3 separate regions of the Sus scrofa genome follow, and all the other regions are linked to region 1. Evidence: chromatin contacts called from public HiChIP or PLAC-seq data. All regions are on one chromosome and are shown on one strand. The core of a region is the stretch at or near the end of the contact, and the rest is flanking DNA. Distances in the headings are between cores, read along the strand shown.

The links. HiChIP or PLAC-seq counts read pairs in DNA pulled down with a chosen protein or histone mark.
Region 2: a contact with region 1 is called in an H3K27ac HiChIP or PLAC-seq map of skeletal muscle, with 6 times the contacts expected there. The contact joins two enhancer-like sites. A contact is called at or near these places in 14 of 47 Hi-C or Micro-C datasets (alveolar macrophages, brain, embryonic fibroblasts and 8 more) and 1 of 2 datasets of contacts at active chromatin or transcription factors (skeletal muscle).
Region 3: an H3K27ac HiChIP or PLAC-seq map of skeletal muscle shows a contact between it and region 1, with 3 times the contacts expected there. The contact joins two enhancer-like sites. A contact is called at or near these places in 1 of 47 Hi-C or Micro-C datasets (embryonic fibroblasts) and 1 of 2 datasets of contacts at active chromatin or transcription factors (skeletal muscle).

Annotation. Positions count from the first base shown.
Region 1 is chr1:143,631,916-143,636,654 of Sscrofa11.1, forward strand. No RefSeq gene overlaps it. Among named protein-coding and RNA genes, the nearest start is that of TRPM1, 84 kb to the right of the region's middle. Within about 2 kb of position 2,421, at least 72 of the 83 cell types and tissues checked have an H3K27ac peak or open chromatin away from gene starts, as enhancers often do. A contact at or near this core is called in embryonic fibroblasts, mesenteric adipose tissue, omental adipose tissue and 2 more, where this site is marked.
Region 2 is chr1:143,414,363-143,419,101 of Sscrofa11.1, forward strand. It overlaps OTUD7A (OTU domain-containing protein 7A), which reads left to right. Exons shown (of 15, transcript XM_021098720.1): 13 at 981-1,095; 14 at 1,255-1,339; 15 at 2,426-4,739. The coding sequence ends at 3,874. Among named protein-coding and RNA genes, the nearest start is that of KLF13, 120 kb to the right of the region's middle. Within about 2 kb of position 2,694, at least 39 of the 83 cell types and tissues checked have an H3K27ac peak or open chromatin away from gene starts, as enhancers often do. A contact at or near this core is called in embryonic fibroblasts, mesenteric adipose tissue, omental adipose tissue and 2 more, where this site is marked.
Region 3 is chr1:143,447,020-143,451,758 of Sscrofa11.1, forward strand. No RefSeq gene overlaps it. Among named protein-coding and RNA genes, the nearest start is that of KLF13, 91 kb to the right of the region's middle. Within about 2 kb of position 2,927, at least 11 of the 83 cell types and tissues checked have an H3K27ac peak or open chromatin away from gene starts, as enhancers often do. A contact at or near this core is called in skeletal muscle, where this site is marked.

The DNA of each region.
Region 1 (4,739 bases), core at 1,171-3,670:
CACCCCAAACAAAATGAAGAGATAAGACACTGACAACAAAAAATTATCTGTCATGCAAATAATCATCTAAAGGATAAAGTGCTTAATATGCAAAATTCCTAGAAAGTCATATGAAGACAAAGAACTTTAAGGTATAGGTGTCTGTGTGTGTGTGTGTGTGTGTGTGAGAGAGAGAGAGAGAGGGAGAGAGAGAGAAAGCTGGAAGAGTTGAAGTTACAGTTGGAATTCCTTCATGTTCAGGAGATGTCTTTTTTTTCCTTCTAAGACTTTCAACTGATTGGGTGCGGCCCACCCATATTATGATGTGCAATCTGCTTTACTTTAAATGTAAAAGTCTGCTAACTTAATTGTTAAGCTCATCTAAAAAAATATCTTCACAGAAACATCTAGAATCATGCCTAACCAGATAGCTGGGCACTGCTGCCCAGCAAAGTAAACACATAAAACTACACACTGCAGTTTCTTTCTAGATTACCATTCTGAGAGGAGGAGCAGCTGGGCTCCTGATGGCTACTCAGGGCCCCAGACTCCTTCCCTCCTGTTGCTCACTGACCATGAGGGCACTGCTCCCTCCCAGAAGGGCTGCTGCCACAGCCAGACTCTAGGCAGCATGGAGAGGGGCCCAGGCACTAAAGTGGCTTCCACCTCAAGTCTCCTTTCCTCCATTGGTGAGAACTACTCACCAACTACTTCATGAAAACTTCGTAACTACTATCATGAAAACACACTCAACAGCAAGGCTGTCTGGGAAGCATCAGCTCAGCAGCCTCTGTCCAGTGGCAGATCTGTTATCCTAGAGGAAAGGGAGAATGCATTTTATTTGAAGAAGATCTAATTGAAATCCACAAAATGCTTTTTCTTTTCTTATTTTCTTTTTCCCATCATATTGGCAGACATTTTTAAGTTTGCCAATAACCAGCTGTATGTAGAAGTTAGGACAATTCTTAATCTACAGCAACAACTGTTTTCTTTCTTTTTTCTTTTTTTCTTTTTATGGCCACCTGTGGTATATGTAAGTTCCCAGGCTAGGGTCAAATCAGGGGGTGGAACAGCTGCAACTGCAGGCCTAGGTCGCAGCCATGGCAACACTGGATCTGGCTGCATCTGTAACTATGTCACAGCTTGTGGGCAATGCCAGATCCTTAGTCACTGAGTGAGGCCAGGGGTCTAACCTGAATCCTCACAGAAACATCAGGTCCTTAACCCATTAAGCCACAGGGGAACTCTCAGCAACAACTACTTTCAATAAGAAAGGATTCTATTTTTGAGGGTGCCCTGATGATCTTCAGGATATGAGGGGAAAAGCCAGGAAAATGAGTGGAGTCAAGAGGCTTCTGCAGACCAATGGTGGAAGAAGCAGGCTTGCTCAGCCACAACCACCAGCAGGGGACACTGATGCCACAACTGGATAAGGCCAGGGTGAGGCCAATGCCTCCAGCAGTATCACTGCATACCCTTTTTTAGACTCAGCTCTGATGCTCAGGACCCTGGGATTCTCAGCCCAAATGTCCCTATGCCCATTCCCAGGGCCTGTGCTGCCTCTTCCCCTTGTCTGGGGGTTTCCTTTTTCCTGAAAGGTTTTGCTTCCTCCTAAGGTGTGGCGGGGGGAGGTCAAGTGTGGAGTTTGGCCTGCCAGATGGCTGGCTGACAGAAGGCAGGGGATGGGGGTCAAGTACAAGATGCAGTGGTGGCAGCCTGAGCCCTGGACCCCTTAGGTCTAGAAGGGCTTCACCCTTCACGCATTTCAACATCTCCTCCAGGGCTGGCCTAGGACCCAGAAGAGAGACAAGGGTGAGGTCTCCTGCCTCCATCTTCCTCCCGCTCACCCCGCCTCCTCCCCTGCCCCTCCCCCTCCCTCCTCCATCCCCCTTTCTCCTTCTCTCCCCTCTCAATCCTCTTCCCCTTCTCTCCCTTTCACTTCCTTTCTTAGTCCTCCTCTCCTCCTCCCCTCCGGCCCCCCTTGCTCCTTCTACAGTCTCCAGCCCGCCCCCACCCCTCCTCCTGCCCCTCCCCTCTCCAGTCCCTCTCAATCCTTCTGCCCTGCTTTTTCAACCCCCTCCAACCTGCCGCGTCTCTTTTAACCTCCTCTCTCCTTCCCCTTTCCTCCTCCCCCTTCCCCCCTCCCCCGGCTCCTGCTTCCCCTTCCGCACCCGCTCCTCTCCCCGCGGCAGAGGCGGGGCGGGGCAGTCCGGGCTTCGGCCCCTCCCAGCGGCTCGCACCTGCTCGGCTGCCCCGTTTATTCTCTGCCTGGGGCTCGGCGGGCGGGAGGGAAAGTGGGTCAGCACGGGGCCGTGGCGGCTGCTGATGTCCTTGGAGGGGAGCCCTGGGACTCGTGGTCTCTGCTGGGCGGGAGCAGGAGGAGGCCGCGCCCAATGCCGAGGAGGCGGAGCCGCCGCTGCTCCTTTCCCCGGAGCCCCGAGCTGGGCCAGCGGAGCTGGAAGCTCGGCGTAGCCCGCCTCCCTCCGCGCTGTACAGTCTCTACTGTGACAGGTCCGCGGCGCCCGCACTTCTCCAGACTCCCGCGGTCCGAGGGTCCCCACTCGCGGATGTTGTCCCTGCCACCTCTCCTTGCCCCCTAGCGTCAGCCTCGAGCCTTCGCACCCTGGAGCCTAGCCCTGGAGCGCGCCTTTTCGAGCATCGCTCTCACACCCACAGACCCCAGCACTTCTGCCCAGGTGTGCGGGGGCCCTGGGGAAGACCGCGAGGGAACGGCCCTCTCGACTATCCACTCCGGTCGGTCCTCCTGCCAGTAGCCCTGTAGAGGGTTGCCCAGCTGCTCCCCTCCACCCCAGCAGCTCCCCTCCACCCCAGCAGCCTCGTGAGGCTGCCCCAGGTCCGCCTGCAGACACAGGTCACTGTCCTAGGGCAAGGACTGGTCACGGAGAAGTAAAGGTGACCCGGCCTTCCAGGCATCAGCCCTGGGGGTTTCTCCTGAGCAGTCCCCCACCCTCAGCAAACAGGCAGTGTGTGTGTGTGTGTGTGTGTGTGTGTCGAGTGCTGGCTGCATCCTTGCAAGGCTGCCTTGTCTTATCCTCCCTGTGAACTTCGCCCATGGGACCAGGACTACCATCACCTAACACACGCTGAGCTTTCCCCAATTTGGAGCTCCTCCTGGAGCCTGATTTGTCCTAGTAAGCCCTACACTTTGGTCACCTGGCCCACGTTTCGCCTCAGCCCAGAAGCTTTCCAAATCCTCTCACCTGAACGCTTGTTCCTTCCCTGGTTCTGCTAACACAGTTTGCATCTTTCAGTGACCCTGCCTGGCACTGGCCAGTTTACTGCCTCTGGGAGGCCCACTTCTACAAACGTGGCGCTGGAGCTGAGCTTCTCATCTGGGAAGCAGGAGGCCTGGAGGGGCTCAGGGGTTGCCACAGTCATCCCATAGGCTCCAGGTTTGAGAAGATTTTGCCGTGAGAATCCTGCATTAACAGCATCTCCATTCGTTTCTGCCCTGTATGTATTCACACCAGCCAAAGTCGAGTCTGGGGAGATTCCTCATTAATCTAGACCCAGAGCACAGGATGGGCCCCTCATCTGCAGCCCTGAGGGGTCCATTCTGTGCTCTGGGTTTGGTACATTTGGTACCTCCCAGCCCACCTCTAGGCTATTAGAAGGACTGACATGAGCTCAGGAGCCCTTTCCAAGTCCACTTAGAAGGACACTTGGACACATAGAAGCCTCCCACAGTGAGAGAGGGGAAGGCAGGGAGAAGGCATGGGGAAAAAGGAGAGTCAAGAGAGGAAATTGGTTAAATAGCGATATGTTTCAGTGTCTGGAGAAGAAGGAACTCTGGGAAAACTGTCAAGGGCTGCTCTGCTGGGCATCTGGCCTTTAAGTCAGGCAGGACTGCAGGTGAGGGGCCCATCCTGTCCCTTTCATAGCCCTCCTTGTGAGGAGGGGGAACAGAAGGGTCCCCCAGACCACTCCAGGCAGGCCCCCAGCCAATCGGCACCCAGGTCAACCAAGCAAGAGTGATTCAGAGTGAAAAGAACCTCAATCCCATTGGACCCAGGACTGCCAAACTCCTCACCCTCCCACCTGCAAACCCTTTGTTTTGAAAACTTATACATGTTAAATAAACAGCAATTTAATAGGAAACAAATCTGCAGCGCTTCCAAATATGACCCTTAAGGAATTGGGTCCTCCTTAACCCAATTCCTTAGGAGGAGTGTTTCATGGGTGACACACCTACATGGCTGGCTCTGAACCCCTGATTTGCCACTAGAGCAGGGCTGCCAGTTCCTGCCACTTCCTACCCTCAGCGGGGGAACATGACCTCACAGAGCTCTAGCTCTGCCAGCTGGCTCTCAGGTGCTACAGGACTTCAGACAAACCATCAAATACAAGCATGGAGCTCTGTGAACCTCTCTGTAAACACCACTCAGAAAAAGCCAGGTGGGGCCCTTTTGGTTATGAGAAAGGTTTCAGTTTAGCTTAATTTTGTTTTTATCTGACTTTTTGGTCACAGGCCCAGTTATCACCTCAGAGAATCTTCCTTCCTCCCCGTAAACTCTGGCTGAGTGCTAAGGTTCAGAAGTTCTCAGGGGAACCCACACAAGTTAATAAGACTTGGAAGGGGCTTTTTTTCATGAAGTAACCCTCCTTTAATGTCTGTTTACAGCTGGGCGCAGTCTGTGACTTCATGTAGCAATGTCTGATTAAACGATGCCCAGCGTATCCTGGGGCAAGAGACAAATAATTGCAGTACTTAATCTTCCTATGTGATGATTAATGGAAGC
Region 2 (4,739 bases), core at 1,444-3,943, 220 kb before region 1:
AACCTCTGCCCCAGCCTTTCAGAGGTGGCCAGGATCCCCAGGGGCAGGGGTGGGTTGCAGTCAGGAGTGGTTTTGATGACTCTGTCCCTTGGTGCAGCGAGGGGCCCATCCTTGCCTTCTCTATCTCTTCCCTCCTCAGAAGGCTCATTGGCTGGCCTCTTTGCCTGAGCTTCCTCAGCCTGCTGTTTACCTTATCACCACCTGACAGCAGGAAGTGTATGTCACCTGTGTACTCTGTCCCCGCCTCCCACCCCCAATACAGGAGGTGAGCTCCCTATGACAAAGGGGTATGGGATGTGGGGGTCCCACACTGTCACAGACTTGCTGAATGAACTCACAAATGAGCAGGGGGGTAGGCAGCCCTCACTCTCTGGGAGGAGATGGGAGGGCCTCGCCCTAAAGCCGCACCCCCACCCCAGGTGAACTAGAAGCAGCAGAAGCAATAATACCGTTTCTTTGTCTGCCGCCAGAGGTGGGTATTTCCGGTCTGACAGACCCAAGTTGAGGACAGGTAGTGTGTCCAACTGCTTTTCAGAATCCACAAAAAGTAGGACATTTTAAAAACTATTAGTAGCAGTTTTAAAATATTACCACCTTGGAGTTCCTGGCTCAGTGGTTAATGAACCCGACTAGTATCTGTGAGGACGTGGGTTCTATCCTTGGCCTTGTTCCCTGGGTTAAGGATCTGGCATTAAGGTGAGCTCTGGTGTAGGCCAGCGAGCTGCAGCTCCGTTTTGAGCCCTAGCCTGGGAACCTCCATATGCTGCGGCCCTAAAAAGACAAAAGAATAAAAATAAAATATGTGGCCCTAAAGCTCCCGCTGGCCCAGATGTCCCCTGTACACCTCCATTCCGTTTCCTTAATCACGGAGCCTCCTGGTCTTGGGGCCCATTTCCTGCCCTTTCTCGGGGCTGCGGGAGCACTGACCTCCGTCCTGGCCGGTGGACCACCTGGCACTGGCCTCCCTCTTTTGCGTTCAGCCGTAATCCCCCTGACGGATTCGGAGCACAAGCTGCTGCCTCTGCACTTTGCTGTGGACCCCGGCAAGGACTGGGAATGGGGGAAAGACGACAACGATAACGCCAGGCTGGCACAGTAAGACCCTACCCCTGTGTCCCCCTCCCCCACGCCCTACGGAGCGGGCTGTCGCTGGGCTCCCCGGGGAGGGGCTGGGCGCAGCGCCCCGGCTCCTCTGGAGACGGTCGGCGGGCGGGGCGAGCCGGGACGCGTCTCATTTGGTGTTCCTCTCTCTAGCCTGATCCTGTCGCTGGAAGCCAAGCTAAACCTTCTGCATAGCTACATGAATGTGACGTGGATCCGGATCCCCTCGGAGACCCGGGTAAGCTAGGCGTGCGACGGGAAGAAGCGGCAGGCGGGGCGGCGGCTGCTCATTCTGCTCCGGCAGGAAGGCGGGGGTGCATCCTCCCCAACGCTGACCGCCCAGGTTCCGACTGGAACGCGCGCCTGTCTGCGCGTGCGCCTGCGTGTCTGGCCATAGCAGCGCTCAGGCTAGGTTGTGTGTCTGTGTGTGTGTTTTATTTTTTTGAGGTCCCCTTATCTTCGACAGAAGGAGCGGAATAAACACGCCCACTCAGAAAACAAACCGTAGGCAAGTCGCAACACAAAACTCTGCCCAGCTCGGAACACGATGTGCTGCCACGGAGCGGAATTAATTATAAAAGTGTGTGGGTCCTCGGAAAAGGCAGAGAACCGAGGGCGCGATTCCTTGGCACCCCCCCCTTCCCCTCACTTTCCCTCCCCTCCGAAAAGGCGGTGACAAGGGGGGCTGCCTGCCCCACTTGGCCCCCTCCCCCAGGGAGAACCCATGCTGTCCTCGCCTCCAGATACTAAGACGGATTCGCTTTAAGTATCTGATATTTTTGTGGTCTCAGTGATGGTCTCCCCAAAAGAGATGTTTAAAAGAAAAGCTTATAAGTGAATTTATTCTCCCTAGACATTAGTTTATGTAGCCATAAAGTGGAGCTTATAATTAATATTTTATAAGTGACAGGAGAAGAGCAAATAGGGCAGTGCCCGGCACAATCAGTACCCAGGACAAGCCGGCACCACTCAGAGTGCTTTCATACTTCAGCCTTTACCTGTATTTAATCTTCACTGGGCTCCCTGAGGCAGGTACCGATACCCCTCTTACTAATGGCACAAGTGACAGCTGGTGGCAGTCTGGCTTCGGAGTCCTGCCTCATCTCCACATTGACCTGCCTGTCAATTACTCTGGACGTCCTTGTTTAGCCCTTATGAGGGCTGTGAAGGCAGCAACTCGAGATCTAGAATCAGGAGACTCGGTTGGGACAGGGACAGTGGGGCTGGAGGCAACACAGCGGGGAGGGAGGGATCTGCCTCCATCAGTCCGCTTGGGGACTGCTGATTTCTAACCTCATCCCTTACCTGCCCGCCCCCTCCACAGGCCCCTCTAGCACAGCCGGAGTCCCCGACCGCCTCGGCGGGGGAGGACGTGCAGTCCTTGGCCGATTCACTCGATTCAGACCGCGACTCGGTGTGCAGCAACTCCAACAGCAACAACGGCAAGAACGGCAAGGACAAGGAGAAGGAGAAACAGCGCAAGGACAAGGACAAGACACGAGCGGATTCTGTGGCCAATAAGCTAGGCAGCTTCAGCAAGACGCTGGGTATCAAGCTGAAGAAAAACATGGGCGGCCTGGGCGGCCTGGTGCACGGCAAGATGAGCCGCGCCAACTCCGCCAATGGCAAGCACGGAGACGCGCCTGAGCGCGGCAAGGAGAAGAAGGCCAAGTCGCGCAAGGGCAGCAAGGAGGAGTCCGGCGCCTCGGCTAGCACGTCTCCCTCGGAGAAGACCACGCCGTCGCCCACGGACAGGGCGGCCGGAGCGTCGCCGGCTGACAAGGGAAGTGGACCCCGCGGTGACGCCTGGAAGTACAGCACGGACGTGAAGCTGAGCCTCAACATCCTACGCGCCGCCATGCAGGGCGAGCGCAAGTTCATCTTCGCCGGCCTGCTGCTCACCAGCCACCGGCACCAGTTCCACGAAGAGATGATCGGCTACTACCTGACCAGCGCGCAGGAGCGCTTCAGCGCCGAGCAGGAGCAGCGGCGCCGCGACGCCGCCGCCGCAGCCGCCTCCGCGGCCAAGCGACCGCCGCGCAGGCCGGAGGCGGAAGGCACGCCGGGCCCCGAGCGCGCATCACCCGGCCCGCCGGCCGGGCCGCCCACGCAGTTGGTGCTCAAGCTCAAGGAGCGCCCGAGCCCCGGGCCGGCGGCAGGCACGCGGGCGGCGCGGGCAGCAGCAGGCGGCGCGGCCTCTCCGGGCCCCGGAGGCGGGGGCGCGCGGCGCGTGGGCGCCAGCGGACCGGTTCCCGGCCGCAGTCCGCCTGCGCCGCCTGCGCGCCAGAGTGTTATCCATGTGCAGACGGCGGGCGCGCGGGACGAGGCATGCGCCCCAGCCGTGGGCGCGCTGCGGCCTTGCGCCACATACCCGCAGCAGAACCGCTCGCTGTCGTCGCAGAGCTACAGCCCGGCGCGCGCCGCCGCCCTACGCACCGTCAACACGGTAGAGTCGCTGGCGCGCGCCGTCCCAGGGGCCCTGCCCGGCGCGGCGGGGGCGGTGAGCGCGACCGAGCACAAGTCGCAGACCTACACCAACGGCTTCGGCGCGGCGCGCGAAGGCCTGGAGTTCGCCGACGCCGACGCCGACGCACCGGCCGCGCGCTCGAACGGTGAGTGCGGCCGCGGCGGCCCGGGCGCGGGGCCAGCGCAGCGACGCTGCCAGCGCGAGAACTGCGCGTTCTATGGTCGCGCCGAGACCGAACACTTCTGTTCGTGCTGCTACCGCGAGGAGCTGCGGCGGCGGCGCGAGGCGCGCGCGGCCCGGCCCTGAGCGCGCGCCCGCGGCCCCGCCGCCCAGGATGGCTTCTCCACGCTGTCGGTGTCTCTTTCCGAGCCCTGGTCCACCGGAAGGCCGGAGATCCTCTGTCCGTGCTGTGTACGTGTTTGGTCAAACGTTCCTAATGGTGCCTGAACCTACACTGACGCCACTCAGGTAGTAGACGGATAGGAAACAAGTCATACTGTTGGAAGTGGGTGTGCTAGCTAGCATCTGCCTCGTACCTGTGGAAACTCAATAGCCATTGCAAGAGTATTTTTGTTCCTCAATAAGAGAAATAAAGAAATTTGCAGCCCTTTGTTTTTAGAAGGGAGTGTTTTACATGCCTTTTTTTTTTTTTTTGGCTTTTTTTTTTTGGCTTTTTTTGGGTTTTTTTGTTTTTTTGGTTTTTGTTTTTTTCCTAACCCAGCGACTGACCTCTTCCATGTAGCGGTCACCTGCGTGCGATCGGTGCCACCCAGGGTTTAGAAGCGAGCGCGAGGCCCAGGGACCGCGCTGGCGGCTCCGCCTGTGGGCTCATGCCCGCTGACGCCCTGGTGGCCCCTGTGGCCCTTTGGGAATACGCGGCTCCATCTCATAAGCAAAACCTTCTCCCACAGCCCCCGGCCCGAGCGACATTCACACTGCCATCAAAGCCGCGGGCGTCCGTAGGATGGCACCGGACAACCTACCTCGCAAGACGCTGTGAGGTGTAGCTATATATCCCGGTGCCGGGCAGCTCAGGTGACAGGAGCTTTCCAAAGACACCTTGGGTCCCCAAAGCAAGGTTCTGAACTCACTATTTGGAGTTGCCCTTATATGAGCAAAGATGACAGTCTGCTCACTTTTCTCCTTTGAAGACACTTCCACAGTGAACTGT
Region 3 (4,739 bases), core at 1,677-4,176, 180 kb before region 1:
GTATCCGAGGTTCCAATCTTTAGACTCAACCAACCTCGAACCGTGAAGTGCCATAGTATTTACCATCAAAAACAATCCACATATAAGGAGATCCATGAAGTTTAAACCCATGTTTTTCAAGGGTCAGCTGTTTACCACCAAAACACATTCTCGAAAACATACTGCCTATTGAATCAGATATGAGACAGCTTAAAAGTTTCAAAAAGCAAGACGAGTGCCCCAGTGGCTCAGCAGATTAGGGATCCAGCATTGTTCCTACTGAGGCTCAGGTTTCTGCTGTGGCACAGGTTAGATCCTTGGCCTGGGAACTTCACATGCGGTGGTATGACCAAAAAAAAACAGCAACAACAACAACAACAACAAAACCAAAAAGGAGTTCTCTTGTGGCACAGTGGGTTAAGGATCTGGAGTGGTCACGGCTGTGGCTGGGGTGGCTGCTGTGACACAGTTTCGATCCCTGGCCTGGGAACTTCCACATGCTGTGGTTGCAGCCAAAAAAAAACGAAAACGTTTCTAAAAGTGAGAAAGATATGGTGTCAAAGTGGATGGTGAGCACATTCACCGGTTTTAAGAAGAGATCAACCTAAATTGTTGTTGTGAATCTAGTTACAAAATTGAATATGAATGCCAAGAATTATGCTTCAGGCTGAAAGTACATAACATCATAATAGTTTCATGCCAATAATTTGGATACAAAAATGCCAGCTAACTGTTTTGTTAAGGAAAAAAGTGAGTGGATGAGAGACCAGGTAAAGAGGAAACTTTTCTAAACTAATCAGTTTTAATATAGGTGATGATCTAATAGAATCCCAATAATAGAATAAAAAATGACTTCCAAAAATGTGTTGGGGGAGGGAAGAATTGAGAGGGTGTATATCTACAATAGATATACACACTACTGTATAACATGACAATTAATGAGAATGTACTGCATAGCACAGGAAAATCTACTCAATAGTTTGTAATAACCTATATAAGAAAAAAGAATGTATATGTTCATATGTGTGACTGATTGACTTTGTTGGACACCTGAAACTCATACAACATTGTAAGTCAACTATACTCCAATAAAATTAAATTTTTAAAAAATCTCCAAAGATAACAAAATATGAGGGTGATAGAGCCTGGATTTGAAGCCAGGTCTCTTGGCTCCACGAAGTATATCTGTAAACGCTGCATGACTCTCCCCTGTAATGACTAGAATCATGGAGGCAACTGGCAGGGGCCCATTTTCCCTCTGATGCTGAGATGATTTTTTGATGGAATTCACAAAATAGATCACATTTTTAAGCACCTTCCTTCTGCCAAAATGACCAAGATGCCCTCAACACTATGCTCATAACCCTGGAGATAATCACCAAAGATAACAAAATCTAGAGATCAAAGGACAGAAAGCAAAGGAAAGAGCAAGACAGCATAAAAATCAGAAAGCATGGAAACGGGATATGTTAAAAGTAAGACTGAGGAGCTTCCTGTGGCCTAGGGATTAAACAATCTGGCGTTGCCACTGCGATGGCTCAGGTTGCTGCTATGGCTCTGGTTGGATCCCTGGTTGGGAAAATTCCACACACCATAGCCACTGGGAAAAAAAAAAAAAAAAAAAGTAAGATCGAGTGTGTCAGAACAGCTGCATAGGTACAGGTTCAATCCCCAGCCCAGCACAGTGAGTTAAGGATCTGGTATAAACGTAGCTGCAGCTTAGGTTGCAATTATGGCTAGGATCTGATCCCTGGCCCAGGAACTCCATATGCTGAAGGGAGTTCCTTCCCAGGAGTCAGCAGTCAAGAAATATTTATAGAGGAGTTCCCATTGTGGCTCAGTGGAAGTGAATCTGACTAGTATCCATGAAGATGCAGGTTCAATCCCTGGCCTCACTCAGTGGGTTAAGGATCCCTCAATGCCATGAGTTTTGGTGTAGGTTTCAGATGCGCCTTGGATCTGGCATTGCTGTGACTGTATTGTAGGCCAGGAGCTATAGCTCTGTCTTGATCCCTAGACTGGGAACTTCCATATGCTGCGAGTGTGGCCCTAAACAAACAAACAAACAAACAAACAAACAGAAAACAACAAAAAAGAAAGAAATATTTATAGAGAGTTCCCGTTGTGGCTCAGCAAAAACGAACCTGACTAGTCCATGAGGACTAGTATCCTGACTAGTATCCTGACTCAGTTCGATCCCTGGCCCCACTCAGTAGATTAAGAATCCAGCATTGCCGTGAGCTGCTGCAGTCTGATCCCAAGTTCCTGTGGCTGTGGTGTAGCCCAGCAGCTGCAGCTCTGATTCAGCCCCTAGCCTGGGAATTTCCATATGCTGGGGGTACAGCCCTTTAAAAGAAAAAAAAAAAGGAAAGAAATATTTATAAAAACAGATTATATATTGGGCCATAGGGAAAACCTCAATAAACACCAAGAGGCAGAAAGTATACCCAAGTTCTAAAACCTCAGTGCAATAAATGTACAAGTTAATAACTACCATTAAATTTTTAAAAGGCACTATGTGCAAATCATACCTTAAATATCTACCCACTTGAAAACTCAAAATAAAAACACTCTCCTAAATAAACGTTGGGTCACAGAAGAAATGGAAACTGCAATTACGTAGATAGGAATGATGAGAAAACTGCCCAGCCAAATTCCCAGGATATGGCCACTGCCTGGGGTCACCTCTGGGCAAGAAGGAATGAATATAAATGAGATGTTTTCAACACAAGACATTAGAAAAAGAGAATAAGATGTGAGGACTGTGTTTTAAAATGTATGCACAAGGATAAAAAGAAACATAAATGAGCTGAACAGAAAAAAAAACCCACTGAGTCTTGATAAATAAAATGAAAGCCTGTTCTATGAAGAGACTCATCCTGCAGGCCAGGGGGCGGGGACAGGAACTCCCCTCCCAGCTGCGGATCTCAGCTGGGCCTTCTCTGCAACCCATTCCTTCCTGCATCTGCCCTGGGACAGCTGGGGTTGAGGCTGAGTGTAAATCAGAATGTGCTGGACTGGTCCCCATGCCAGAGATGCCAAGGGCACTGGAGATTCAAGACCCGGCTGTGAGGCATGTTGTGAAATCCCAGGTACCAATTTGTCCCCTTTCTAAGTCAGCCTAACTAATTAAACTCGTCCTATCTAATTTAACTGCCAGTAACCTTGGATAACCAGACTGGGTCATTTGTTCTTTGTGGATCTCACCTCCTGTTTTCCATTCCCTCCAGTGTAAGGGCCCAGAATAAGGGAATACAGTGGCTCCACAGGCCTTGGCAGCCTGTGACACCCCTCCTACATTCCCCATCACCACCACCCCCTGCCAAGCCTAGATGGCTCTGGCCAAACAAACGTTTCTGTCCTGGCCTACAGCTGCCTGGGGGCAGATGGGGTCTTTAAAACAGCTCTCCCCGATAAGCCCCAGGGGAATTGCAGATTCTTAAGCAAAATAAATGTCATCCTTAAGCCACTAAGTTTTCGGATGATTTGCCCACAACCACAGGGACTGGGAAAGTGCATTGATGTTGAAATTGAAGATGAGTAAGTGTGAATCTCCTGCTGTGCAAAGACGTAAGTGCCTTTGACTGATGTCTGTTATACTTCAGTTAAAAAAAAAAAAAAGGAGTTCCCATCGTGGCTCAGCGGTTAAAGAATCCGACTAGGAATGATGAGGTTGAGGGTTCAATCCCTGGCCTTGCTCAGTGGGTTAAGGATCTGGCGTTGCCGTGAGCTGTGGTGTAGGTCGCAGATGCGGCCCTGATCCTGCATTGCTGTGGCTCTGGCGTAGGCCAGTGGCTACACCTCCAATTAGACCCCTAGCCTGGGAACCTCCATATGCCACGGGAGCGGCCCTAGAAAAGGCAAAAAGACCAAAAAAAAAAAAAAAAAGGAGTTGTTGGAGTTCCCTGGCGGCTCAGTGGGTTAAGGATCCAGCATTGTCGCTTCTGTGATGCGTGTTGGGTCCCTGGCCCAGGAACTTCACATGCTGCAAGTTCAGCCAGAAAGAAAGAAAGAGAGAGAAAGAAAAAGAAAGAAGGAAAGGAAAGGAAAAAAAGAAAGAAAGAGAGAGAGAGAGAGAAAGAAAGAAAGAAAGAAAGAAAGAAAGAAAGAAAGAAAGAAAGAAAGAAAGAAAGAAAGAAAGAAAGAGAAAGAAAGAAACAAAGAAAGAGGAAGGAAGGGAGGAAGGAAGAAAAGAAAATTGTTGGGATAATAATTGATTCCACTAGCACCTGTGGCATATAGAGGTTCCTAGGCTAGGGGTTGAATAGGAGCTACAGCTGCAGGCCTACATCACAGCCACAGAAACAGCAACGCAGGATCCTTAACCCGCTGAGTGAAGCTAGGGATGGAACAGGAAACCTCATGGGTCCTAATCGGATTCGCTTCTGCTATGCCACCGTGGGAGCTACGGTTTAAGTGGTGTCCGCAGCTCAGATCCTGCTTTGCTACGGCTGTGGTGTAGGCCAGCAGCTACAGCTCCGATTGGACCCCTAGCCTGAGAACTTCCATATGCTGTGGGTGCAGCCCTAAAAGATAAATAAGAATAATAATAACTGATACCCATGAGACAATGTTTGTAAAGTGGTTGGCAAAGTGCCTGGCACACAGTAGGTGTAAAGCAGTAAACAGGAACAGCCATCATCGTCACCACCATGGACTCTTCAAAACCCCAATATCCAGGTAAGTATTCAGCGAGAGGTATTACGTGCCAATTAGCTGCCACACCCCTGGAGCAAGGGCTTTCTGTGGCCACTGAATAG